Regions from separate parts of the Mus musculus genome. Here regions 2 and 3 are each linked to region 1. A link is a contact called in public Hi-C and promoter capture Hi-C data. All regions are on one chromosome and are shown on one strand. The core of a region is the stretch at or near the end of the contact, and the rest is flanking DNA. Distances in the headings are between cores, read along the strand shown.

Evidence for each region. Promoter capture Hi-C pulls out the DNA fragments that hold promoters and counts their contacts. A called contact is a pair of places that touch in the nucleus more often than the background predicts.
Region 2: a contact with region 1 is called in a Hi-C map of bone marrow-derived macrophages, with 25 read pairs. The contact joins the enhancer-like site here to the promoter of Ptgs2os2 in region 1. A contact is called at or near these places in 5 of 39 promoter capture datasets (the C10 cell line, HPC-7-derived erythroid cells, embryonic stem cells and 2 more), 2 of 15 datasets of contacts at CTCF or cohesin (the NIH/3T3 cell line and large pre-B cells), 12 of 484 Hi-C or Micro-C datasets (bone marrow-derived macrophages, embryonic fibroblasts, embryonic stem cells and 3 more), 6 of 115 datasets of contacts at active chromatin or transcription factors (the HPC-7 cell line, the NIH/3T3 cell line, bone marrow-derived dendritic cells and 3 more) and 1 of 9 other capture datasets (embryonic stem cells).
Region 3: a contact with region 1 is called in a promoter capture Hi-C map of hippocampal neurons, with 3 times the contacts expected there. The contact joins the enhancer-like site here to the promoter of Ptgs2os2 in region 1. A contact is called at or near these places in 1 of 39 promoter capture datasets (hippocampal neurons), 2 of 15 datasets of contacts at CTCF or cohesin (the NIH/3T3 cell line and large pre-B cells), 11 of 484 Hi-C or Micro-C datasets (bone marrow-derived macrophages, embryonic stem cells and uterus), 4 of 115 datasets of contacts at active chromatin or transcription factors (the HPC-7 cell line, acute myeloid leukemia, fibro-adipogenic progenitors and 1 more) and 1 of 9 other capture datasets (embryonic stem cells).

Annotation. Positions count from the first base shown.
Region 1 is chr1:150,162,840-150,167,643 of GRCm38.p6, reverse strand. It overlaps Ptgs2os2 (prostaglandin-endoperoxide synthase 2, opposite strand 2), which reads left to right and starts at 2,696. Exons shown (of 2, transcript NR_110420.1): 1 at 2,696-2,830.
Region 2 is chr1:149,838,923-149,843,726 of GRCm38.p6, reverse strand. It overlaps Pla2g4a (phospholipase A2, group IVA (cytosolic, calcium-dependent)), which reads left to right. Exons shown (of 18, transcript NM_008869.4): 16 at 1,368-1,563; 17 at 2,952-3,109. Among named protein-coding and RNA genes, the nearest start is that of Pla2g4a, 120 kb to the left of the region's middle. Within about 2 kb of position 2,671, at least 34 of the 459 cell types and tissues checked have an H3K27ac peak or open chromatin away from gene starts, as enhancers often do. A contact at or near this core is called in bone marrow-derived dendritic cells, bone marrow-derived macrophages and macrophages, where this site is marked.
Region 3 is chr1:149,865,157-149,869,960 of GRCm38.p6, reverse strand. Pla2g4a (phospholipase A2, group IVA (cytosolic, calcium-dependent)) reads left to right here. Exons shown (of 18, transcript NM_008869.4): 11 at 4,708-4,804. Among named protein-coding and RNA genes, the nearest start is that of Pla2g4a, 94 kb to the left of the region's middle. Within about 2 kb of position 2,495, at least 17 of the 459 cell types and tissues checked have an H3K27ac peak or open chromatin away from gene starts, as enhancers often do. A contact at or near this core is called in hippocampal neurons and uterus, where this site is marked.

The DNA.
Region 1 (4,804 bases), core at 1,447-3,946:
GACTTGATATGCCAGGGGAACCTCTACCCTTTCAGAGAAAAAGGGGAGGGAGGGAGGATGGGGGATAAAGATTGTGAGAGATGGTGACAGGGAGGAGGGGCAGTGAGATGGAAGTAAAGTTAATAATAATAATAATAATAATAAATAATGATAAACAGCTCCCATAGTCCCATGGAGAATGGCACTGTTGGAAGTGTGGCCTTGCTGGTGTAGATATGACTTTGTTGGAGGAAGTGTGTCACCATGGGCTGGTTTTAAGGTCTCACAAGCTCAAGTCATTCACAGTGTGGCAATCACTTCCTGCTGCTTGTGGTTTTAGATGTAGAACTCTCAACTACCTCTCCAGCAGCATGTCTGCATGCCACCATGCTTCCCACTATAACAATAATAGACTAAACCTCTGAAACTGTATGCCAGACTCAATTAAATGTTTTTTTTCCTATTTAAGAGTTGCTGTGGTCATGGTGTCTCTTCACAGTAGTAAAACCCTAACTAAGACAGTGCTATGAACACTATTCATATGGAGTTCATCCTAGAAAACACAATCGACCTTATTACTTGAAAGAAGAGTTTAGCATCATTTCTGAGGCTCTGAATACTGAACTCTCCTCTTTGATGACTCCTGTAGTTTAGATGGTTGTGTGATCCTGGGATATCCATGACACGGTTTGAGTAAAAGCATCACCCCCAGTATGGTCACCAATCCTATTCACCAGTAAGGATGACAAATGACTACTGTCTGTCTTTAAAAAAATTAAAGACTTCCCAAATGAGACATCTCTGCTGTCACTGGGAAGATTCAGAGAAATGCAATGCTACATCAGCTGGCAATTACTAAATAGTTACATCAAAATAATGATTTAAATCAGTATTACAATAAATATTAACTGCTTGTGAAAATTTTCTTGTAATGAATGTAGGGCAGATTTGGCTGATGTGACTGTTCTGGTGTGCTCATTAACATCAGATTTTCCAACAGTCATTTTCCCATTTACTTATTACTGTGAACTAAAGCTAAGTGTGGTGGCTCATGTTTATAATCCCAATATTGGAGAAGTTGAAGCAGCGGGATCAAGGCCAGCCTGGACTACATAAGACTTTGTCTGGAAAAAAAAAGTGTAAATCCTGTAGATGCTCAAACATGTACTTTGCAAAAATTATCCCATCATCTGTGAATTCATATGTAGTACATGTAGACAGAGATTCATAGAAATACAAAAGGCATGGTGTATATTGCCCTGAAATTTGATTTTTTTTCATTCAATACTTAGAGCACAAATATACTTTCCTGGCTTTATTTTTGCTGCTGTTGGTGTTTTTTGAGAATGATCTCACTGTGTTGACTGGGCTGGCCTTGGATTTGTAATCCTCCTAGCTCAGTCTCTCCAGTGTTTGGATATCAGGTATGTGCCATTACCACCCCGGGCTACTTCCATGCTGGCTTTACTGGATACATAGTAATCAGTGGCACATATGCACTGGTAGTTTATCAGTCTTCTAGACTGTCAAAACAAGAATACCCTGAGAAGAACAGCTGGACAACCTGAGCCCTAGGTGCTAGATCTTATGATTGCTGTTATGTTTTTTTTGAAAAAACAAAAACAAAAAAAACAAAAACAAAAAAAACCTTAATACCAGAAAAACCAAGTGGCTTGATTGAGATCATGTAGACGGTGGGAGAATCAGAATCAGAACCCCAGGGTTAACCTTTTCAAGAGGCAAGGACAACTTCCTGTAGTTCCTTGCATCAAAGAAAAATGATTTTAAAAAGAGGAAGAAGCTACTTACGTGCTCAGCATTGAAACGGTGAGGTAGGGGGATTGCTGTCAGTTTGAGATCACTTTGGGCAGCATAGTGAGTTCCAGGCTCTTCTGGGCCACAGAATAAGACTTTGTCAAACACCAACCAGCGATAAACAGTGTAAGATAAAAGGGGCCCCCAAGCCATACCGTGGAGCACATCCATGGTGGGGTCAAAGCAGGCTTTCACTTGAACTCAGGTCTGGAGGTGCTCTAAGGAGAGCAGACAGGAAGATGCGGTGCATTCGTGTTGTCGGGGTGTGGTGAAGAGGAGAGGAAGCAGTTAGGAAAAGTTTGGGAAGGTTTTGTGGGGACTTATTAGGAACAACAAGGAAAAATAGAGGCTTCCCAGCAGCAGGCCAGACAGAATAAGCTGTCTGGACCTAAGGCGGGTGTGGCCAGCATTACCCTTCCCCCTCTGAAGGTACCGCATAGCCAGGGCAGGCAGATGATTAGCAGATGTTTCGAATCAGCCATTCTAGGGAAAATAGACTTCATAAAAGTAAGGAAAAAAATACCATAACGAAATGAAAATTAAATTAAATCCAGAGCTGTAGTTTCAAGGGTTCATATACATTTGCTGTCTGGGATTGAACCTCTTTCAAGCAGAGGACAGAACTCATGCTGACCTGGGTTAGTTCCCAAAGCAAGCCTGGCAGCTTGGCAGGTGACACAGGCATTACACAGCGATGCCTCTCCCAGTGTACGTAGTGGAGCAAAGCAAACGCAGGGGTCCCTCTAAGAGGGAAGTGGTTACGTGGTTGAAAGCAGCTCAGACTTGCACAATACAGAGAGTCCTTGCCGCAGAAAACTCCAAGTGCGTTTTCGTTTTCAAATGATGAATTACACACAGGATTACACAACGATAGTCGCAGACTTCCAATCAGATGGCCTCCATTCCCTCTGCGTTTGCCTCCAAGATCATGCGCGGGACATTCTGAGAAACCATGCCCAGAGACAAAAAGGAAGCTTGGCGTTGTGAAAAAGCCGGCTTTTAATGAGTTGATGTGAAAAGCTGCACGCACATTAGAGTGAGTATTATTATCTGTCAGATGTATCTTATTTAGGAGGGTGGGAAGTCTTTTACAAACCATTTCCTCATGGGCTTAATTGATAGTCCCTGGATTTATTGGTAATGGATTTGTTCCTGTTGTAATTAAGAATTAATATGTTATGACTAAGAGACACTAGCTCCACCACTCTTTCTGTTAGAAACAGTTTAGCTTGCCCCAGAGTGAATAAAGCTTTACACTGTTTAGAGCAATGTGGGTTTGTAATTATTTTTGTTATAAAACTGTATTCTCAATATAAATGATGAACCCATTACCAACAGTTCTTTATTTCTTTTTAGTTTATACATTTTATTTATTGATTGATAATTTTTTTTTTTTCTGTTTTGAGACAGGGCTTTACTCTATAGCCCAGGCTACCTGGGAATTCATTATATATAAGTTAACCTGGAACTCATGAATGTCCTCTTGTCTTAGCCTTCAGAGTTTGGAGATTAGGCCTGTCTAAACCATTTTGTTTGTTTGTTTGTTTTTCTAAAACATGGTTTTCTGTGTCCCTGACTGGCCTTGAACTCTATATGTAATGTAGTCAAGGATAGCCTTGGAATTCTGATTTTTCCTCATATTCATTTCCAGAGCTAGGATTATCAGACACCACCATAGCTGAGTTTTTATGGGGAACTTGGGCTTAAATCTAGGCATTTGTGCATACTGGACATATCCTAAGTGCCTGATAAGTTGGGGGGGGGGAGGCAGAAGAAAGCAAAACAGGGTCTCTCACTTATGTATAGCTTGGAATTCAAAGGGATTCACCTACCTTTGCTTACCAAGTGCTAGAATTAAGGTATATGTCATCACGACCTGGCCCTCATAGCTTTTATAAGCATTATTTTTATTTAAATCCATAAAAGTAAATTTAAGCAACGTTAATTCAGGTGAGCAATGCATTGCTGGCAGCAGAATCAGTATTGAGGGCTGTGGTGCAGGCTCTTCTGCACTTCACAGCTAAGCTGCAGCTTGCTTTTGCAGCTTTTTTTTCCTGGTGTCCCAGAGGGAGAAGGCAGCCTGGCAGGTCTGCATCCTTTGAGTACCACCTCTGCTGCTACTTACAGGTTATATGAAGGTAGGTGAATTGTGGTGCTATCTAATGTTTAGAAAATGTAAACAGTCGCCAGAGGGTGGTTGGTGGTGCATGGCTGGAGTCTTAGCACTAGGGAGGCAGAGGTGGATGGATTTCTGAGTTCAAGACCAGCCTTATCTATGGAGTGAGTTCCAGGATAACCAGGGCTATACAGAGAAACCCTGTCTCCAAAACAAAATAATTCCAAAAGGAAAAATACAAAGAAAAGAAAAAGGAAATGTAAACAGTAATTGGCACTGTGATAACTCAGTGAGCCCATGTCTGTGGAATATAATGTACAGAAAAGAATAAATACAACCTAATTCACACTGTATTATTTCTACACAATTCCTGCCTTATCCTCCATTACTGAATCCTCAGATTCAATCAACTGTACATGAAAGTGTTTACAAAATAGTGTGTGCTGATTGTGTACAGATCTTTTACCCCATCATATTTACGTGAACAATATGATGTACCCACTCTGTAATCCAGAGATAGCAAAGTTGAGGTGAAGATATGTATGAGTTACAAAAATACACTATACTATATTCTGACAGCAGATGCTGGCAAGGATATGGAGAAAGAGGAACACTCCTCCATTGTTAGTGGGATTGCAAGCTTGTACAACCACTCTGGAAATCAGTGAAGCAGTTCCTCAGAAAACTGGACATAGTACTACCGGAGTATCCCACAATACCTCTCCTGGGCATATATCCAGAAGATGTTCCAACCGGTAAGAAGGACACATGCTCCACTATGTTCATAGCAGCCTTATTTATAATAGGCAGAAGCTGGAAAGAACCCAGTTGTTCCTCAACAGGGAAGTGGATACAGAAAATGTGGTACATTTAGACAATGGAGTACTACTCAGC
Region 2 (4,804 bases), core at 1,422-3,921, 320 kb after region 1:
AGGAAGGAAGGAAGGAAGGAAGAAAGAGAAGGAAGGAAAGAAGGAAAAGAAAGAAGAAAAGCTTCCCACAGCTTGTATACAAGTCAGTGTTACTGGAGGCATCTTGCCAATTGCGGTTCCCTTTTCTCAGATAAAGCTAGCTGTGTCAATTTGACAAAACAATAGCACACCAACCGAGACCCAGAGTTTTTCCTTTCTTCACTGTAAAAGTCATCAACCTCCCAAGGCTTAAAACCCATTCACATAGTTGTAAATATTTTGAACCATTTATCTTTTTCTTTAGTAGGTAAGTTCTTTTTTTTTTTTCCATTTTTTATTAGGTATTTAACTCATTTACATTTCCAATGCTATACCAAAAGTCCCCCATATCCACCCACCCCCACTCCCCTGCCCACCCACTCCCCCTTTTTGGCCCTGGAATTCCCCTGTACTGGGGCATATAAAGTTTGCAAGTCCAATGGGCCTCTCTTTCCAGTGATGGCCGACTAGGCCATCTTTTGATATATATGCAGTTAGAGTCAAGAGCTCCGGGGTACTGGTTAGCTCATAATGTTGTTCCACCTATAGGGTTGCAGATCCCTTTAGCTCCTTGGCTACTTTCTCTAGCTCCTCCATTGGGAGCCCTATGATCCATCCATTAGCTGACTGTGAGCATCCACTTCTGTGTTTGCTGGGCCCCGGCATAGTCTCACAAGAGACAGCTACATCTGCGTCCTTTCAATAAAATCTTGCTAGTGTATGCAATGGTGTCAGCGTTTGGATGCTGATTATGGGGTGGATCCCTGGCTATGGCAGTCTCTACATGGTCCATCCTTTCATCTCAGCTCCAAACTCCGTCTCTGTAACTCCTTCCATGGGTGTTTTGTTCCCAAATCTAAGGAGGGGCATAGTGTCCACACTTCAGTCTTCATTCTCCTTGAGTTTCATGTGTTTAGCAAATTATATCTTATATCTTGGGTATCCTAGGTTTGGGGCTAATATCCACTTATCAGTGAATACATATTGTGTGAGTTTCTTTGTGAATGTGTTACCTCACTCAGGATGATGCCCTCCAGGTCCATCCATTTGGCTAGGAATTTCATAAATTCATTCTTTTTAATAGTTCTTATTCAAATCAGTTCATTAATGCATTTGTCAGATGTCTGCTGTTTAGCCAGTCCATATTGAGAACTGATGTAATGGTACTGAGGTTGTTTAAAGAGTCATTTTTACAGATATTGGCAATTTGCACAGTCCTTGAACACAGTGATTTTTTTTTCTTTTTTATCTTAGCAACTGCTGGCAGAAAATGGATGTAGAATAATGGACAGACCAGATGAATGAATGAAGACTGGACATTTCTCAACGCATCTTTCTCTTCCCTGCAGGAACTTCTGCTTGCAGAGAAGTGGGCGAAAATGAACAAGCTTCCCTTTCCAAAGATCGATCCTTATGTGTTTGATCGGGAAGGATTAAAGGAATGCTATGTTTTTAAACCTAAGAATCCTGATGTGGAGAAGGATTGCCCAACCATTATCCACTTTGTTCTGGCCAACATCAACTTCAGAAAGTACAAGGCCCCAGGTATGTTTCTGTAAAATTGAAGTCTGGCTGGTAGGATGTTTGCTATTACACTGAGATTGTCACATGAACTGTGACTGTGGGGAATGCGCCTCTTACCATGACAAACAGCAGTGACTTGGGAGCCCAAAGCCCTTCCTTCTTTTTTTACCCCAAGATTCATGTTCCTTATAATAGAGAAACTGAAAGAAGAATGACAATCTTAGCTAAAGATGATTAGGGCATTGAACCAGCATCTTGGGTTTGGTAGGTGTCCAATTCATAAAGGATGTTTTAAATAGTTTGACTTTCAACTTTGTGAAATCATGAAAATCAAAATCATGGAAAATTCTTTGGGAGTATTAATTGATCACAAAACTCTCTAAAAAAAAAAACCAAACAAACAAAAACAAAACCCACAGCATAACTGATCATTTTGGGATGTCACATTATATTTTACAGCAAAGGAGATCTAATTCAAGAAATGGTTACTCTGTTTTCTCATATCTGAAGGAGTAGGTAGACTCTAATGCATCCTAAAAGATTCTCATTAAAAAAAAAAAAGCATTCTCCCATCCAAGTACTAACCAGGCCTAACCTGGCTTAGCTTCTGAAATCAGATGAGATCCGGTGCATTCAGGGTGGTATGGCGTTCTTAAGGCTTTAATTGCTAAATATTTCTCAAACCAGAAGATGCAGTTTTCCATTTTGTGATTAGAAATTACCACCCACCCACCACACACAAACTCTGGGTGGTAATGGGATATAGGGAAGTTTTTCCCTAGATTTCTCAGAAGGATAAAGAAGAAGTGAGAGTGGAGTTGTGAGGCAAGTCTCATCCTGGAGAAAGAAGGCTGGCTAGCATCTTTCGTTTTCAAACTGAAACCGTAGTTTCAAATTGAAACCCTGATTTTAAACTGAAAGCAACCTAGATAATATTCTATTACTGGTAGTTCTTGGGGAGAAACCAAGAGGTTGGTAAGTATAGGGACTTCTGATGGTTGAGTAGGGTTCAATGTTTTGGTTTGGATTTCCCCGGAGGAAGATTCTCAGGACAAGCTTCAAGTGCAGAGGGTTTATTTGTAAGGGAGTGAGGAAGTGATACTGGGCAGGGAGACAGACAACATAGCACATGTTTGTATGCCAGCTACTCAGAGAGGAACGTGACCCATCTGGGGAAGGCTATAAGGCAGGAACCCAGGATATGGGGTCATCCTTCCCACCCACGCTAGCAGGCACGGAAGCTGGGTATCTTCCCAACTTGAGTGTGGCTGACTAGGGAATGGAGTAATTTTTTAGAATCACAGGCTTTCTGGTGATTCTCTGTGCTGTCCTTATGCTTGTTTTGTATGTTTTGGAGAATTTTTTTTTAAGTTTTCAAAAGCAAGATGCATATTCTTTTTGGCATATAGGTGTTCTAAGGGAAACCAAAGAAGAGAAAGAAATTGCTGACTTTGACATTTTTGATGACCCCGAATCGCCATTTTCAACCTTCAACTTTCAGTATCCCAATCAAGCATTCAAAAGGCTTCACGATTTGATGTACTTCAACACACTGAACAACATTGATGTGAGTATCTACCACAGCAGATAACATGGAAACTCCTTAGCCTACACATGAATTCATTAAGAAGACAGATATGGCTCTGAGGTGACCATATGCAAAACATGGTGCCTTATTTTCCTGAATGATGTCACTAACATCTAGTAGACACTAAAAAGTCATGAATAAGGACATCACTGTCTGTGGCTAATCAGAACCACACTTTATGCATTGTTTGGTGAAGGAAGTGTTCCTTCTCAGCTTCCCTGATATATATGTATTGTATCCATTTAATGGTAAAAACAATTTATAAAAGGAGGGAAGTAGAGGAAGAGCAGTATATGGGCAGGAGAGAGTGTAACCATGAATGTCATTATTGCAGACATCTCAGCAATGGCATAATGTTTTCAAATGTTTGGTTCTTGTAGATCTTGACAGTATCACCAAATACTCCAGTCCCCTGCATTTCAGCCTTTGAGATAGCCTGTGTGCTTTGTGAAATCGACTTCTGAAGCAAGGCTTTCCCTGCAGTATCAAACATTCTTATCACTAGCATATCTGCTCCTGAAAGTCTTTGTCTGTGAGATTGCTTAGTGTTAAATGCACCCTTTTATAGTGCTGTTGTGTGATTGAGATCATCAACTTGTGGGCCACAATCAAAGCATCTAACGAGTTATTATCACCTGTAAAAGCTGAGCTCATTGGATTAGGAAAGAAAACAAGAAAGGAAAGATAATTAGAGTTGTGTATTATGTATGATTTGGTGATCTATTTGGAAATTATGAATGATTGTGGATTATGAATTATGGAGGTCAATTATGAAGACTTTGAAGGAACACATGGCTGTGTTGTTTCTGTGGAACCTAACTAGATTTGTGCTAAAGGAAAACTGACATCCATCAGTGTTCATGCTTTTTAGATCATTTTCCTTGAGACAGTTAAAGACAGGTCAAATGCAATCATGACACAGTGGCCATAATACTTCAAAATTCAATACAATTTAGTCATCATACAAGAATATTTCTAATAAACTCCAGTTCCTATAAATTCTAAAATTCCTCCTTTTTTGCCCATATTTTCTAGTAGGCAATGACTAATATGCAATGTACTTACCAAAAGTTGTAACACATTATTTGCTTAACAGATGCTTAATAACTCTTACATGGGATGCTTAGTAAAGCTTACATGGGAGTAAATATTTAAAAACCTCATTCTACCTTATTTCTGTAGTGATGCTTATAATTTATAGAAAATAGAGACATGAATTTTGTGACATGAGAAACACAGAGAAAGTTTGAAAATAATGTTGTGTTTTATGTTATTTAGATTTCATTTCATGTAAGTGTGTAGGAGGGGGCATGTGAATATAGGCGGCCCCTGAAGCCAGAGGTGTCAGATATCCATGGAGTGGGAGCCACAGGCAATTACAAAGTACCTTACATGGGTGATACGAATGGATCTCAGGCATTTATGAAATCAGTATGTGTTCTTAATTAAAGAGCCATCTCTCCAGTCCACAAGGAGGGCTGTATTTTATAAAGTTCAATAATACTAAAAGAAAAGAGAGCTAAAGAGATCCTAATATTCTGTTTTGAAAAGAATAGACTCATATAACCTTTGGGATAAAATATATTAAATTTGATAAATTATCCTTTAATGAAAAGAAATAGAATTGTAAGAACTATAAATATCCCCTTAGAAATAAAGATATTTGAATACAAA
Region 3 (4,804 bases), core at 1,246-3,745, 300 kb after region 1:
AAAAGTGAGTTTAGCTACTGTGCTGTTAATGATGGGAGGGAGGCGTCTATTCAGAGTAAATATGTATATGCCCAACAGCACGAAGAATTACAGCTTTGACCAGGAAGTAGTTTGTCAGGGATGAAGCTTTATCATGCAAGGGAATTAAGTGCTATAATGATATACAGCCCCCTCTGTAGCTATTCTTTTAGAGTTGACTTGAAATGTTGGGGACTGGCTTATTATACCTTAGCATTCACATTCTACGGGAAAGATTGGGACAGCTGGAGAGATCATCTTTTACCCCGTAAGCATTGAGGAAAGACCAGAAGAGCACGAGGATTTAATTCTTCAGCCTTGGCTTCTATGCTGAAATCTCTCTGGCAGGTCATTTAATCTCTCTCCTGCTTACTTCCCTCACTGTTTTAAATATTACCATCCATTACCTTTACCATGTGTAAGAAATTATAATGACAACTCCTGGTTTTTGCATAAAATTGACAGTTGTAGAAATACATATTCTATTAATATTGTTACAATAACGGAATGGCCTTTTTCACAGTGCCAACTATCTTCTCTGAGATTTTAGTTGACAGTCATTGGCAAGGAAAAAATTAACTACAGTAAGAATAAGTAGTTTCGTGGAGGCAAATGGCCCAGTTTCCTCTTTATCTTGGGTCTGAATGCATCTGATCTAGAAATGACGTTCTGAGATGCTATGTACCATTAACCTTCATTGCTAAGCCTCTGTGATAAGGAGGGTCAAGTTGTGTCTTCCATTAGCTATTCAAATTTTGTACTCAGATAAGATGTTCTGAGTTGCATATCATGACTGTTCAAGTGGTTTGACTCAAATAATTAGCAAAGAAAGAAAGGAAGGAAGAAAGAAAGAAAGAAAGAAAGAAAGAAAGAAAGAAAGAAAGAAAGAAAGAAGAAAGAGTGTAAACATGTTTTGCGTTTACTGCTTAAAAATGCTTTTTCATACAGAACAGAATGGCTGAAATAACCAGTGAATTATTTTCTAGAATGCTGAAAAAACCCAACCAGCTAAGAGAAGCTTTATCAACAACTGTGCTTCATAAATACCAGAGAATGTTTTTCTTCCTTCTTGGAATATCTTTAGACGATTTTTCCTTTGGAAGATTTTCAACAAATGAACATTAGTGTTTAAACCATTAAATCGTCTGACTCCTCCACTGTGTTCCACTGCTAAGATTTAAAACTACATTTAATATTTTCACAAGGGGTGAATAAATTACATGCACTGAGTATGACTTACGGTTATGGACTCAGCATCATGATAAACTAATCAATTTTGAGACAAGATCTTGCTACGCATCTCATGCTACCTGCCTTAAATTTCCCAGTTGTTGGGATTACAGAGATATGCCACCATGCCTTGTCTTAGGCTAGCTTTTATGATTAAAAGCGTATTTTTGGAACTCATTGCCTTTTCTCTCAAAAGTAGAATCTCACTGAGGACACAAAGTTAAAATCTGGACAAACTAACAATGTACATGTAACATATAATTGTTGGAGTATGTAGATATGACATAGTATGACGTATATCTTTAGTATAGTCATAAAAACACCTCACAGGGACGGGACGATTGAAGTATGATTCAAGTTAGATGTGGAGGCAAAAGGCATCTTTGAATAGGAACGGCATGGAAATATTTAGAAAAAAGCCAAAGGTCTCTTCTAGGGAGTCACTAAAATTCTTGAGCTCCGCATTTTGGAGTCCAGGACTTCCTCACACACTGGTGTAGACTAAACGTCCATGAGAAAGACTTTAGTGCTGAGTTAGGAACAGTTTGCTTTGCAGCTCTGTCTTTACTTAGTTTTATGACAATGGGAAAGAGTTATTGTTTTGGTGCTAGGCAATTAAATTAGTAGGCTAGTGTTTTTGCAAAAGATTTTTTTTTTGTTTCTTTGTAGGGCCTAGAAAGATGGCTCAGTTAAAAACACTTGATATTTTTGGAGAAGACCTAAATTAGGTTCTCATGATAGATAACAACTATCCTCACTTTCAGTTTCAGAGAAGCCTGTGCCTTCTTCTGATATCCATGGGTACCAGTCATACATGTATGTGGTACACATACATACATGTAGGCAGAATATTTATATACAAAAATAATGTCTTTAAAAATGTTTTCAAAGGTAACTGGACAGATGGTAGAAGAGGAGATGCTTCTTATTTCCAAATTCAAATTGAATCCCTGCGATGAGTTCCTGAGGGCAGGGAGACACTCTTTAAGAAAGAAACAAGTAGGAAGATGTTCAGGGCTAGTCTATTATGATGACAACTTTCACAGACTCAAACAGTTTTCAGCAATTGGTGAAGCAGTCAGTCAGTAGCACAGTTGTCTGGGCTGTGATAATGTAGTTTACCAAATAAGTAGGAGAGGAGGGAAGGTGATTTTTTTTTTCAGACAAGGCCAGTGGGAGGTGATGATAGAACATCTGAGTGTAGTCCTGAGCAGGAAGTGGGAGTGAGCAGATGGGGGTACAGGAGTGAGGCTGAAATTGAAATGCATGAGTCAACAGCTAGAGAGCTGGAGGAAGAAGCCTTCAGCAAGGGGTGGAGGGGAGATCTGAGTTTTGCAAAATGTCTGTTATCACAATGGATAAGCCAACAGAAGCAATAAAGGAGGGATCAATCAAAGGGAAAGAGGAAATTTTCACAAGGTTCCAAGACAGTGCTAGACATGGAAACACTGACACAGGAGTTTGCCAGGTACCCTCTGCCTCACTGCTAGTCCTGTCTCACCAATGCCACACTACTCAGTTTAAAACAGGCCTCTGTCCTATGGAGCATCTGTAGGGGTCCCATTCAGGTTGGATTTGAATGAACCATTCTAGCTCATCGCAATTATGATTTTACAACTTCCTTTTTGAAAGAGGCTAGTGTTCTTCTCCCTTGAGTAAACAGTACAGGTTAAGTAGGATTTATTTTTTTCTTAAATGATAAAATTATTCTTGGGCATTCAAATGCTTGAAAGTTAAAATCTTTCCCATAGTTGATATGGTTCAGTATCCCCGTTGAGTCAAATAATCAAACAGCTGGTATTTGTTGAATAGGAGAGACCAGCATTTGACTGGGATAACTAATACAGGAAGAGTGCCCTTCCCCACAGTGAGTTCAGATCAAGTATTACCACAAAACAATCACAGAATGGCTTGTGATTTTTGTGATCATTTGCATTTTGGTTCTTGAATGATATATTTGAGACAATATCACCTCACAAAAATAAACGGAACAAAACTGGGGTGGGATAAGATTGGGAGTGGAGATGGAGTTACATGATGTTGGGGCTTTATAGAGAATTCCTAATAACGGCATCAAAGTCAGGATTGAAAGAAGCCATGTAATTGCAGAAGGGAACAGTGAGTAGAGGACCCTGTGGAAACGGCCTTGATTTCCAAGGAATAGCAAGAGAGTTTGCATGATTAGGGTGTGTGATGGCAGAGTTGATGGGAGACTGCTCAAACTGGGCAGATGGAGAGTAGGCTGCCTTTCAATTCAGAGCCTAAGAAGGCAGCCTTAGAAGGCTTTCAATTGGTATCAGTGTTCTGTGATTTCTATTTTCCTATGTTTATTTTGAAACTAGTAGGTGGGAATCAGAATGGGGGATGCTGAGGGAAAGAAGAGGGTTGAGACATTTTAGGAAGTCACCATGGAGATCCAGGGAGAGGGCGGAGCACTCTGTGTAGTGTGGTGATGGTTTCTGTGGTGATGATGCTATATGGAAGCATGTCTGATGATCGACCCTATAGCACTTGAGTTTTCAGATGTGAACTATTATGTCAAGGGAGGCAGTCACAAAAGATGTTAAAGTAAGATTAATGCTGTGAACAGTGGTGCTAAGAAGGGAAGCCAAAAGGAACAGTACGTATAGCAAGCAAGAGTCAGATCCCAGACATTCTCACTAAAGTGAAGATCACGATTAGACACAGTGATGCCATAGGCAGACCACAAATATTGCAATGGCTGCTATTAACTGAGCTATTGAGATGTGTCATGGCTTTCCCGATGCTTCCTACATTTCTTAGCTCACTGGGGCTTTAATCTTACAAACCATCTACTGACTTTATTCATGCTAAGATTAGGGCATTAAGACCGGAGGAGATAGTTGATTTAGTCAGATGAGCACAGTTAGCGAGCCCCAGCTTAGGGATGGATCCCAGACTGTCTGGCTCCACTGCTTCTGTTGGGCAGTGTACCTTCCTATTCCGGGCTTGGTGTATTGCTAAGAAATCAGAATCACAATTTGGCATTATGGTTGGGACTTTAGAACAAATGACTAACAGAATAAAAGTTGAATAAAGGTACTGAAAATTCTTCCCCATTTTGTTAGAGGTTTGATTTACTATAAGGAGTTTGATTTCTTTAGTCTCCTTAATGGATTTTATGCCCGAGTTAGACTTCTTCACTCAGTTTTACAGTCTTAAATTTAAGATGGGCTATGCAAAAGAAGTCTGAATTTTTAAATAGAAAAAGATATTCACTTTGTGCCGATTAGAAGGGAACTTTTATATTGTCTTTTTCATCTGTTTTTCTTCCTCAATCACTAAAGAGTGTCATAAGGATTGTTTTTTTTTTAAACTAGCTTAAATAAGTGAAATTAATCATGGTTCTGTTAAAGCCACTATTAACTATGTGTGACTATATATGTCAGTATGTCATTTTTCTATTAATGAAGTGTCTTGTTTCTAAAATGCTTCTAGATTGGGTGGAATTTAGTCCATATGAGATTGGCATGGCAAAATATGGTACCTTTATGGCTCCTGACCTATTTGGAAGCAAGTTTTTTATGGGAACAGT